Regions from separate parts of the Cricetulus griseus genome. Here region 2 is linked to region 1. Evidence: chromatin contacts called from public Hi-C data. All regions are on one chromosome and are shown on one strand. The core of a region is the stretch at or near the end of the contact, and the rest is flanking DNA. Distances in the headings are between cores, read along the strand shown.

Region 1 (5,049 bases), core at 944-3,443:
ACTGAGGATGTTTGAGCTAATTTCTGCACAATTTCACCAGCGTGTTAGCAGACCTCAGATACATTTCCATGATTGAGCCAACAAGATTTGCTCAATATGTTGAATTTGGTGTATGAGAGGAAGATAGGTTGAAGTATTCACTCACTGTTCATTAAGTATCTTGTTTGCTTATCAGTAGACTATTTATTCTGCAGATAAATTGTTGGTGTGCTTAAATTGGTCTATTGTACAAGGTACTGATCAATCTACATTTTCTAATATGCTAATATCGAAAATAGCAAGAGCAAGCTATGAACCATGCATCTAGTCCCACGCTGAATTCTGCCTTAAAGATGTCTGTTAATTTTTCTATAAGCTATGACAATTCAAATGACATTGTTTCTACGAGTGATTTGGTGGGACATGACCATTTGATTTGGTTCAAATTTCAACATACTGGCTTCATCCTATCTTTCTCTCATACACCACATTCAATATGCCAGCAAATTTTGTTGACTTGATCTTGGAAATATATCTACGGTCTGCTAGCAACTGGTCTCAGCCTGACTGATATATATTTCAGGGACCATTATTATTATCCTTTTCCAACTACTAGTCCCTCCATCCTGCAGTGTATTCTCCACAGTGCTGTTTTCTCTCAGCTTCCTCCTGTAATGGCTTTCCATTTCATTGAAAATAACGGATAAGAGTTCAAAATTCTACACCTATCCCTTCTCTGGTATCTCACCCCCTCTTACTCCATCAGCTACTGTCCCTTGCTCACGGGATTCTGCCTACATTAATTTCTTGGCTGTTTCTCCATCATGGCAAACCCACTTCCACACAGGTAACTTTGCCTTTTCTGTACAAAACAGTCTATCTCCGGACAGTCACATGACTCCTTTTCTTACTTCAACAGGCCTCTGCTCAATTGCCAAGTGGTTTTCCCAGATACATATATTTAAAGAAGCCCCACCCCCACACTTTATTTCTTTATGACTTGTCAGCAGATATAAAGGACATTGAGTATTTTGAACTTTCTCATTGAAGTTTTATGAAAACAGGACTCATGCATGTGGGTTCGTCACTCATCAGTCGTTTTAGAACTCCATCTGGCACATTTGAGTAGTTTATACCACTTGCACCAAAGGTCTCCTCTTGGAATCTTAATTTTCTTTCTAAAATTAAAGTTTGTAATTTTTCTGTAATTATACTTCACACAGGCACACTTGTGGTATATGTGCCACATTGCAATGCGGATGCCAGAAAACGACATGTGGGAAGTCACTTCCCTCCCATCTCGTGGGTCCTGGGAATCAAATTCAGGTCATCAGGCTTGGTAGTAAGGGCCTTTACCTCCTGAGCCATCCAGCTGGCCTAAAACTATCTAAATCCTAATTCCATCGTTTAAACATATTTGAGCTATCATCCCGATTTTGGCTCTACTTTCTTTGGGGGAATGAAGCCAGAGAAAGACGTAGTGATACCGAATGGCTAGGCTCAGGGCTCAAACGCTGCTGTATTTCATTTCTAAGATGAGCCATTAAGGCTGCTCTTAAGACAAAGACCTTGACAACTGGAAGTTAAATGACTGGCCGGCCACTCAAAAGACCAGAATCCAGGCACGACAGACTCTACACTGCCTCCTAGCTGGATACCACAGTAGTTCAAATCTGGATAGTGAAACAGTAGGAATCAAAGCATTGCTTTTTTCAGCAGCTCCATGTAATAGAGGCAGACCCATATCGCAAACATGTGACGTGTAAAATATATTTACGCAATGTAACATATCTGTAATTCCACTTTAAAAGTATGCCCGTATCTCAAAGATCCTGCATATCGTAGCAAGTAGTTCAACTTTCGCAAGCGTCCTGAAAGGCATTCCCAGTGCTGGGACGTTAAAGTCAAGGTTGGCTTAGCCAGACTCGAGGAAAACTCTCGTTTCCTTGCACGGACACGGTGTAGAGGCAGCTTAAATCAGTAGGTAAAAGAGAATGGGATTAAAACACGGTGATGTGGAGGCAGGGGCCCAGGCCATAAGCCAGGCACACCCCAGTTCTCTGGAAAGCGGCGGCGTGGGTCCGGAGCAGGGTGCGGGCGCGGGGAGGGGCCTGCGGCGGCCCGCCCTCTCCTCGGGGATGCCGGGATGTTTACCCTCCTGACAGCCGCGGCCGCGGGAGGAGGAGCGGAGCCGGGAGGATGGGCCGCCGCTAGGCTCGCAGTGGTGAGCGCCGGCCGAGCGGGGTGGGAGCCGGTGCCTGCAGCGGCGCGGGCAGAGGCGATCGGTCCGGGGTCCCGCAGCCCGCAGCCCTGCAGCCCGCGTGGACCGAGCTGTCCCGCTGTCCCGGTGAGTCTGCACGGCCCGGCCGGGTGGGGCCGGTGCTGGGAGCGGGCGGGCCGCGTGGAGCCTCCGGCTCGGGTGCCTCGGAGGTCGGGCTGGGCCGTCTGCAGCTGGTGGAGGGCGGTGCAGGCCGCTGGCGGCGGGAGATCGGCTCCCAGGCTCCGCGACCCCGGGGGAAGCTCCGCTGCGGTGGTGGCGGCGGCAACAGGTCTCCGAGCTGGGACAGGAGGAACTCCAGCTAAGACCCGCCTCCGGGCCGATCTCATTGGTCACCGTGGCTATTTACCGCTCGCGGATTGGCTCAACCGATTCGGCTGCAGCCTAGTTTAGAAAAGTGAAGTTCACCGACCTGGGAGTCAGGGTGGCGGGGCAGCAGGGTCGGGAACCGATCGGGACCGATCCCGGGCTGGGATGCAGCAAAGGATGAGCTGAGTCACAAAGTGGGCCTAGTGAAGTTAGAGGGCAGTGGAGGATGCTGCCGAGCAATGCCGGCTGCAGCCGCCTGCCTGGTGCTGGAGGCCTTGGAAGACCCACAGCGGATGCTTTTACGGACTCACATATTGTACTCACATTGCCTTTGCCCTAGCTACATGCTAAGAACATATTTATTTTAGAGCAAGATATATGTATTTACAATTCTGGTGACGGAACTGAATATAGAAAAAGCAGTATAGAGATGAAATGGCTTTTTTTTTTCTCTTTGAGGTTACTAATATTAAAGGTTGTAATTTAAAAAGAGACCCGTAGTTTGTGGAGTGTTGTTAAGACCCACTCTTTAGTTTCTCCTGCAAGGAATCTGCAGTTCCCAACAGGCATGTTACCTGCAGCCGTTCACGATGATGATTTTTAATAGGTTGCTTTACAGAATTATATTCAGAATATGTGTATAATGACTCTGTTGTCTTCTGGACGACGGGATGTTCGCATGACCCAAGAGAGCCTTAGTACTCACATAAAAAATGTATAATCTGTTTGGGACAACCGGACAAACTCAGAAAATAGTGAATAAAAATAGTTAAGCCTGCAGTGCTTTGTCGAATTTTTGCTGGTATTCATGACTGCAGTATTTCGTGACGGCCAGTGCACTTGATTTAATTAGCATGCAACCTAAGTAGTTATTTTATCTTCACAGCTCTCTTCTACACTTTGAGGGATCCGATCCATAATTTGATCTTACATCCCAAACCAAACCGTTGCATTCACTGATGTTGGAGGTTTGGAAAAACTTTACTTCTTAGAGGGGCTGTAAAGTGTATGGGAGCGGGGGGGCGAGTGAAGGGCTTGTGGAGAAAGAGGAGAAGGGACTCTGGGATGGAGTGGAGGGGAATCGGGGACCCAGTGAGCCTGCAGTCCTCAGATTCCGCTCTAAGGTGGGAGACCCCGCCCTTTAGAGCACTGACAGCCATCGCAGCCAATGGACGGGGAGGACACCCGGCCGTAACCCAGGAGGGCGGGTACTTCCTACCGCTGCCCTGGACTGGAAGAAGAAGGCCAAGTTTCTCAGAGGATGTGGGCCTGTGGAAAGAAGGGCCGATGCTCACAGTCTTGTGAAATCAGCGCATAAAAATAGAGGGAGGGGGCTCTTGTTTCCTTTTCGCCCTTTGTTAACTTTCAAGATTCGGGTTCAGTTTGAAGTCACCGCTTCCACCGAAACCAAAGTAGATAAAAAACGAACCTGGTCAGCAAATTAAATATAGTCTGTGACTGATTGGGGCTTTACCCCGAGATCGTCTGAAACTGAAAACCAAGAACTGCCAGAAGAAACCTTGGTAGACACTTTCATGGCAGTTTGGCAGTCTTACTATGGTTAAGACAGTCCTGAGTTTAAAAAAGTCAAACAGACAAATAGACCTATTTTGTAAACTACTACTGAAGTGTGTTTATCTGGATAATACCTGTCTCACACCACTCCTTTCCCACAGACACGTTTTCTTGGCTGGACTCTTAGATGATTTCTCTCCAGTAGTAAAACAGAAGGAACCCCCCCCCCCCCCCCCATGAAGGCTGCACACTAGTGGAGTAGGGGAGCAGAGGCCGCATGGCTGGCATGCCCTTCCTTACTAAATTAAAAACCAGCATTGCAGTTTAAAATAAGCCGAAGTGCAGAGCAGTTCCACTCTGTAAATAAGTACTGCCAGCACTCTTCTCCCCCTTCCGGCCTTCTGGTGATTGTAGTTGATACCTTTCAGCCCTGCCTTACTACAAACATTAAGTAGTCAGCATTTGCTTAAATAATAATAATAATAATAATAATAATAATAATAATAATAATAACAATATCAGTTTTTTTTTAAAAAACAGATTTTGTTATTGTAAGAATGTGCAGGGTAGATGTTCCCAGTTTCAGCCAAGTATCTTTTCAAATATTTGAGTAGTGTGTAGATAGATAACTTCATAATCTAAACTGCAGTGTAGTAGCAAACTTACTGTCGTTCTGAAGACGTAAGAATGACATGAGTGGTTACTATTTACTTTGAATGGATTTATCTGCATTTCTATAAATACAGAAACATTTTCTAACAAGCATTTACTGATACTTTTAGACTTGTTTCAGTTTAATTCTTCATCTTGGATTTTTTTTTCATGGAGATTATAGGTGAAATAGAATTTGGTTATATAATTATAACCAAACCTATGCATTTGTAGAATATAATGGAAACTGACACTTTAATTTTTTCCCGCTTGACATAGGGTCTCACTCTGTAGCCTTTGCTGGCCTGGAACTTACT
Region 2 (4,609 bases), core at 2,085-4,584, 300 kb after region 1:
ATTGACATCCATGTTCAGGGGTCTGGATTAGTACTGTACTGGCCTCCCAGACAGCATCTGGGGTCGATGTGCTCTCCCTTGTTCAGGTCAACTGTTCCTGTGGGTTTCTCCAACCTGGTACAGACCCCTTTGCTCTTCATTCTTCACTCTCTTCAACTAAATTCCCGATTTCAGCTCAGCGTATATCTGTGGATGTCTGTCTCTGCTTCCATCAGCCACTGGATGAGGGCTCTAGGATGGCATAAAGAGTAGTCATCAGTCTCATTTTAGGGGAAGGGCTTTTAGGTTGTCCTCTTCACCATTGCCTGGGTATACACACTTTTAAGATACTCATTTCTGTTTTTGCCCTATATGCAGAAAAATGACTTTATGCCAATATTCCCAATCTACCAAAGTCAAAATATTCATTAATTTTCACCCCTCTGTATTTTTAATCATACACTAATACTACATCAGTATTAATATTGCACTTCTTATTTCATAAAACCTCTGAATATAAAAGGTCTCTTACTAATAACACTGTCTTGCTCATTCCACTTGTCCCAGGGCTTCTTCTGGTATCTATCAGCTAGACTCCTGTCATGGAGCCACCAGTTTGAGGCCACACTAATCTATATAATGACTTCCAGGCCAGTCAGGGAGATACATAGCAAAATCTTATCTCAAAAATGAACAAAGCCAATGAATGAAACCAAAAGAGTACCTTTATCTTTACAAGAACACAATTGCAAAGAGAATGCAGGAGGTTTACATCTATCCCGTGTCTAATGGTGCCTCTCATTGCTTATCATAACCAATGAATAGATATTGCTGCATTACCCAATCAAACTCATGCTTCATTCAGGTTGGTTTTGTTGTTGCTTTTGCTTTTCTGTTCCTGGATCCTATCCAAGACATGCCGTGTCTCTGTCAAGATGTCTGAGAATCCTCTTGGTAGTAAAAGCTTTAGGTGTCCACTACAAATGTGAGGAGTCCTGGTATTTTCTACACGGAACTTCCGGAGGAATTTGTATGATATAAATCATGTATGTTACATGTTTGAGGGGAAAGGCTGTAATGAAAAAGTGCCATTGACATGACCTGTCACTGTCACTGCTAACCCTGAATTTTCCATGCTTAACTCCTAGGCGTCCACACTCTAAGGTTTGGAAGGAGGTCCAGCATGTACAAGGCACAGTGGAAGGGGGGATTCATGCCCCACCCTCTGGGAGGGCTGCGCCTCCCGAGACTGCTCGGAATTTCTGGGCCAGAGACTACACATTTGCTCATTTCTCCCAGTTGTTTTGTTACTGAGAACCCACCGACTTTGGGTTTTATGAAGTTTTAGATTACGGAAAACCTCTGGTTGCCTTTTGACTGCCTATCTCATCCACTTAACTAGTAGCACCTGCCACCACATAGACCACATTCCTGGTATATGGACAGGTGTTCTCAAACACCCACTCTGAAAATTGTTGTTTTCATACAGAGTTACTTTATCCTCTGGAATGCCTTTGACCACATCTTGTAGTTGAATTCATGTCATTGCTTGTGTCTGAACTTAGTGACTGGCCTGAGCTTCAACTCTTATTCACTTCCTTGGCAGTTTGGAAGTAAAACTCTCCCCTACTATATTTAATGCACTATACAATATTTGTTTGCCTGTTGGTCTTTGTAACAACATTGTGGGTCGCTGGGATTCCAGCTAGTTCTCCCTCCATTCCCTTTCAGTTTGAAGCAGCTGTGTGCATAATATACCTGGTTCAAGGGTTGAGGAACATATGCTCATCAAGAGAGTTGACTTTTAGAAGCATTTACTTGAGTCTTTTGAAAGAAGTGACACTAGGGATCTGCCATTCATGGGATAGGTAAGCCCCAAGAGGTGGCTTTTTTTTTTTTTTCTTCCTGCAGTGAGGTGGCTTTTCTGATCATCTGGACTTCCATGTGCAGGAGTGTCTGTAGATCAAGCATTTGTGAAACGACTGGCCAGAGCTGAGGAAATGGTCCGTGGCCAAGATGACTGGGGTCTCAGTGGTAGACGTCCCTAACCACCTTGGCCAAATAGCTAGGCTACAAAAGAGGCAGACAAACTCTAGCAATATAGACATACAGGCTGCAGTCGGTGCACAAAATAACCCTATGTTGACACAAACAAACTGCCTTCACCATTTTGACTGTCAGGTAGTCAAGAAAATATTTAAGTCAGTCAAGAAGCAGTCAAATCGGCCAGCAAGCCTGTCTGCTTTTCCCCTTTCCTCTAACTGTACTCTGCCTCCCTATTTCCCTGGCTCACGTTTTAGAAGCAGGCACGTTTGCCTGCCAGACGAGGATGCTTTCTTTTTCACTGAAACTTAATGAAATAGCTGTTACATCATATAAATTCACTTCCTTAACACTATGTGTCAGACTATCAAATCAGTTAAGGAAAATCCTCATCTTTTTTTCTCTTTGAAATTACAGATGGGCTGGTTGGGTTCCAAATTCAGTGAGTTCATATCGCCATCTAGTGTTCAAAACAGGATTGTCCTCACAACAGCGGAGACAAGGCAAGGCTGCAAAAGGCAAGTCTTTCTGGGCTTTTTGGAAGGCTCATTTGGGCTAACGTTTTTCGGTTTGGGGCTACTTCTCACAGTTAGTTTGATATTTGTGTTTTGATAGAATACCACACTTCTGAGAGAAACTGTTGGTTAAGTTTACCTTGAAAACAATGGTTCCTTTTCTCAGAGTGTAGGGATGAAATGATCTCCCAGGTCAAACCATACCGTGGAAGTAAATGACAAAGTTCATCTTAGGACAAAGCAAATGTCCTGCTATCGGAAAAAGAGGAAGAGAAACTAAGATCCGAGCAGGGGCTCCATCTTACTCCATGTTTCTGAAATAGTATTTGAGTCTTATGGGAAGGAGATAGGAAGCCAAGGAGAAAAAAAGTAAAACTCCCAGATGGGGAAAATACTTTGTTTCCATTCAAAGTGGGCAAGCCCAAGACTGATTGTTTCAACCTTGGTGACCCTCCATGCTTGTAGAAAACCTGCACTGGTTATTTTTAGAAGTGAATTCACATTTGTTGAATAAAATACACGCAGAATCTTTGCTGATGAAGGCACAGACTGTGGGATACTTGCAATTTTTAGAACTGCAGCTAACAAGATTTTTCTGTTTCTTCGCACATTGAAGAGTTAAAGGCACTGTCATTTCACTTCCTAGGCACATCGTGGTGGATCTGGGGTCCCATTTTACTGCTACAGCGAGTGGCAGAGCTTGCTTTCAGTTTGTCTCAGAACTTCCATAGGGCTGAGCTCGGTCCTTCCTGGTAGAGTTCTGTAACAGAGAGGCAGTGAGACAAGAAGTGAGGACAGGAAATGGGCAAAAGAGGAGGTAGGAAGAGCCACACCCAAGGGGACTCAGAGTGCCTGCCAGCCACAGGCTGTGAAGGGCGCTTTATGCAAAGTTATAAACCAAGCTTTTTAACCCATACAGTTACAGTTCCCCACAGAATGCAAAACTCATTGCCACTCAGTAAACATAATAAACTCTAGATAAAAATTGCCACGGAATTGACAAAAATTCAGAATACAGATGATTTATTATAATGAGCAACTTTGTATCGATTACAACTCATATACGATCCATTTTAAAAATTTTCCTATCTATCCTAATTCATTTTGGGTAATTTTATAAACATTGCTAGCGATTCAAACCTATATTTTATAATTACTTGCAACAAATAATTGGCATGTATTTGTAATATGGTAAACTATAAGTGACATTTTTGGGTGATCATTGTGGACTATTGTTCTACTTAAAAAGTAGCTTTCTCATTGGAAATGTTCTGAAGGTGATGATGACCTTCTGAGGAAATCTCGCCCTTGAAGCCTCACATTTCTGTGGATTGAAAAGCTCCCTTAAATTTGAACTATTTATGACTTAATCTCCCTGTACTCCAAGCTCATCTGGCCTTACTGGGAAGCAATCACTGCCTCATGGCTGAAGCTGCGGTGCCAGAGGTGGTAAGGCTCATGCTGACAGCCCTGCCTGGCTGCCACAGGCTGCTGCAGTATTCCTTGCCCTTGGAAAAGAGCTCCATAAAGAGCAAGAGAAAGGCATGCTGTACACCCAGTTTGCCAGTTTGCATATTTCCCCACACCCCCACAGTATGGGTAGCTGTGGGAGAGCTCACAGCTTTGGCATTGTTATGGGCTTTGAACCAATCTTTTTTTTTTTTTTTTTTGAGGCCATTTTATTGGGTGGGTTCCTGTGGGCATTACTTTGAGGAGTACTGGGAAAAGATATTTTTTCTTTGTTTTGGTTTTCTAATAACAACAAATCATGAATTAATTTGCTACACACGGAAGCTAAACAAAGGAAAACAATCCTTGGGGAATTAGCTTTGAAAAGGGCTGGCAGCCAGAAGGCAGAAAACATTTGCCACCGAAGTTAGAAGAATGTCTGTTTGACTGGGTTTCCTTCTTTGTCATTCAGATTTTGTGTGCTGTGGCTTCTTGCCTTTGCTGGCACAAAAATAAGTCTGTCCACACTCTGGCAACCCTTCTTCCAGAAGTCTTGGTCCACCAGTGACAAAACTTCCCTTTACGGTAAGTGTAGGTTTAGGGTGGCTGGACTGGCAGAGACA

Evidence for each region. Hi-C and Micro-C count contacts between places; a contact is called where the count stands out from the background.
Region 2: a Hi-C map of the CHO-K1 cell line shows a contact between it and region 1, with 5 times the contacts expected there. The contact joins the enhancer-like site here to the promoter of Nek7 in region 1. A contact is called at or near these places in 3 of 8 Hi-C or Micro-C datasets (the CHO-K1 cell line and fibroblasts).

The regions. Positions count from the first base shown.
Region 1 is chr5:50,690,508-50,695,556 of CriGri-PICRH-1.0, forward strand. Nek7 (serine/threonine-protein kinase Nek7) reads left to right here and starts at 2,194. Exons shown (of 10, transcript XM_027417458.2): 1 at 2,194-2,326.
Region 2 is chr5:50,987,682-50,992,290 of CriGri-PICRH-1.0, forward strand. LOC113835904 reads left to right here. Exons shown (of 4, transcript XM_027417460.2): 2 at 2,440-2,540; 3 at 4,459-4,571. The coding sequence starts at 2,440. Among named protein-coding and RNA genes, the nearest start is that of Atp6v1g3, 58 kb to the right of the region's middle. Within about 2 kb of position 3,335, at least 3 of the 6 cell types and tissues checked have open chromatin away from gene starts, as enhancers often do. A contact at or near this core is called in the CHO-K1 cell line, where this site is marked.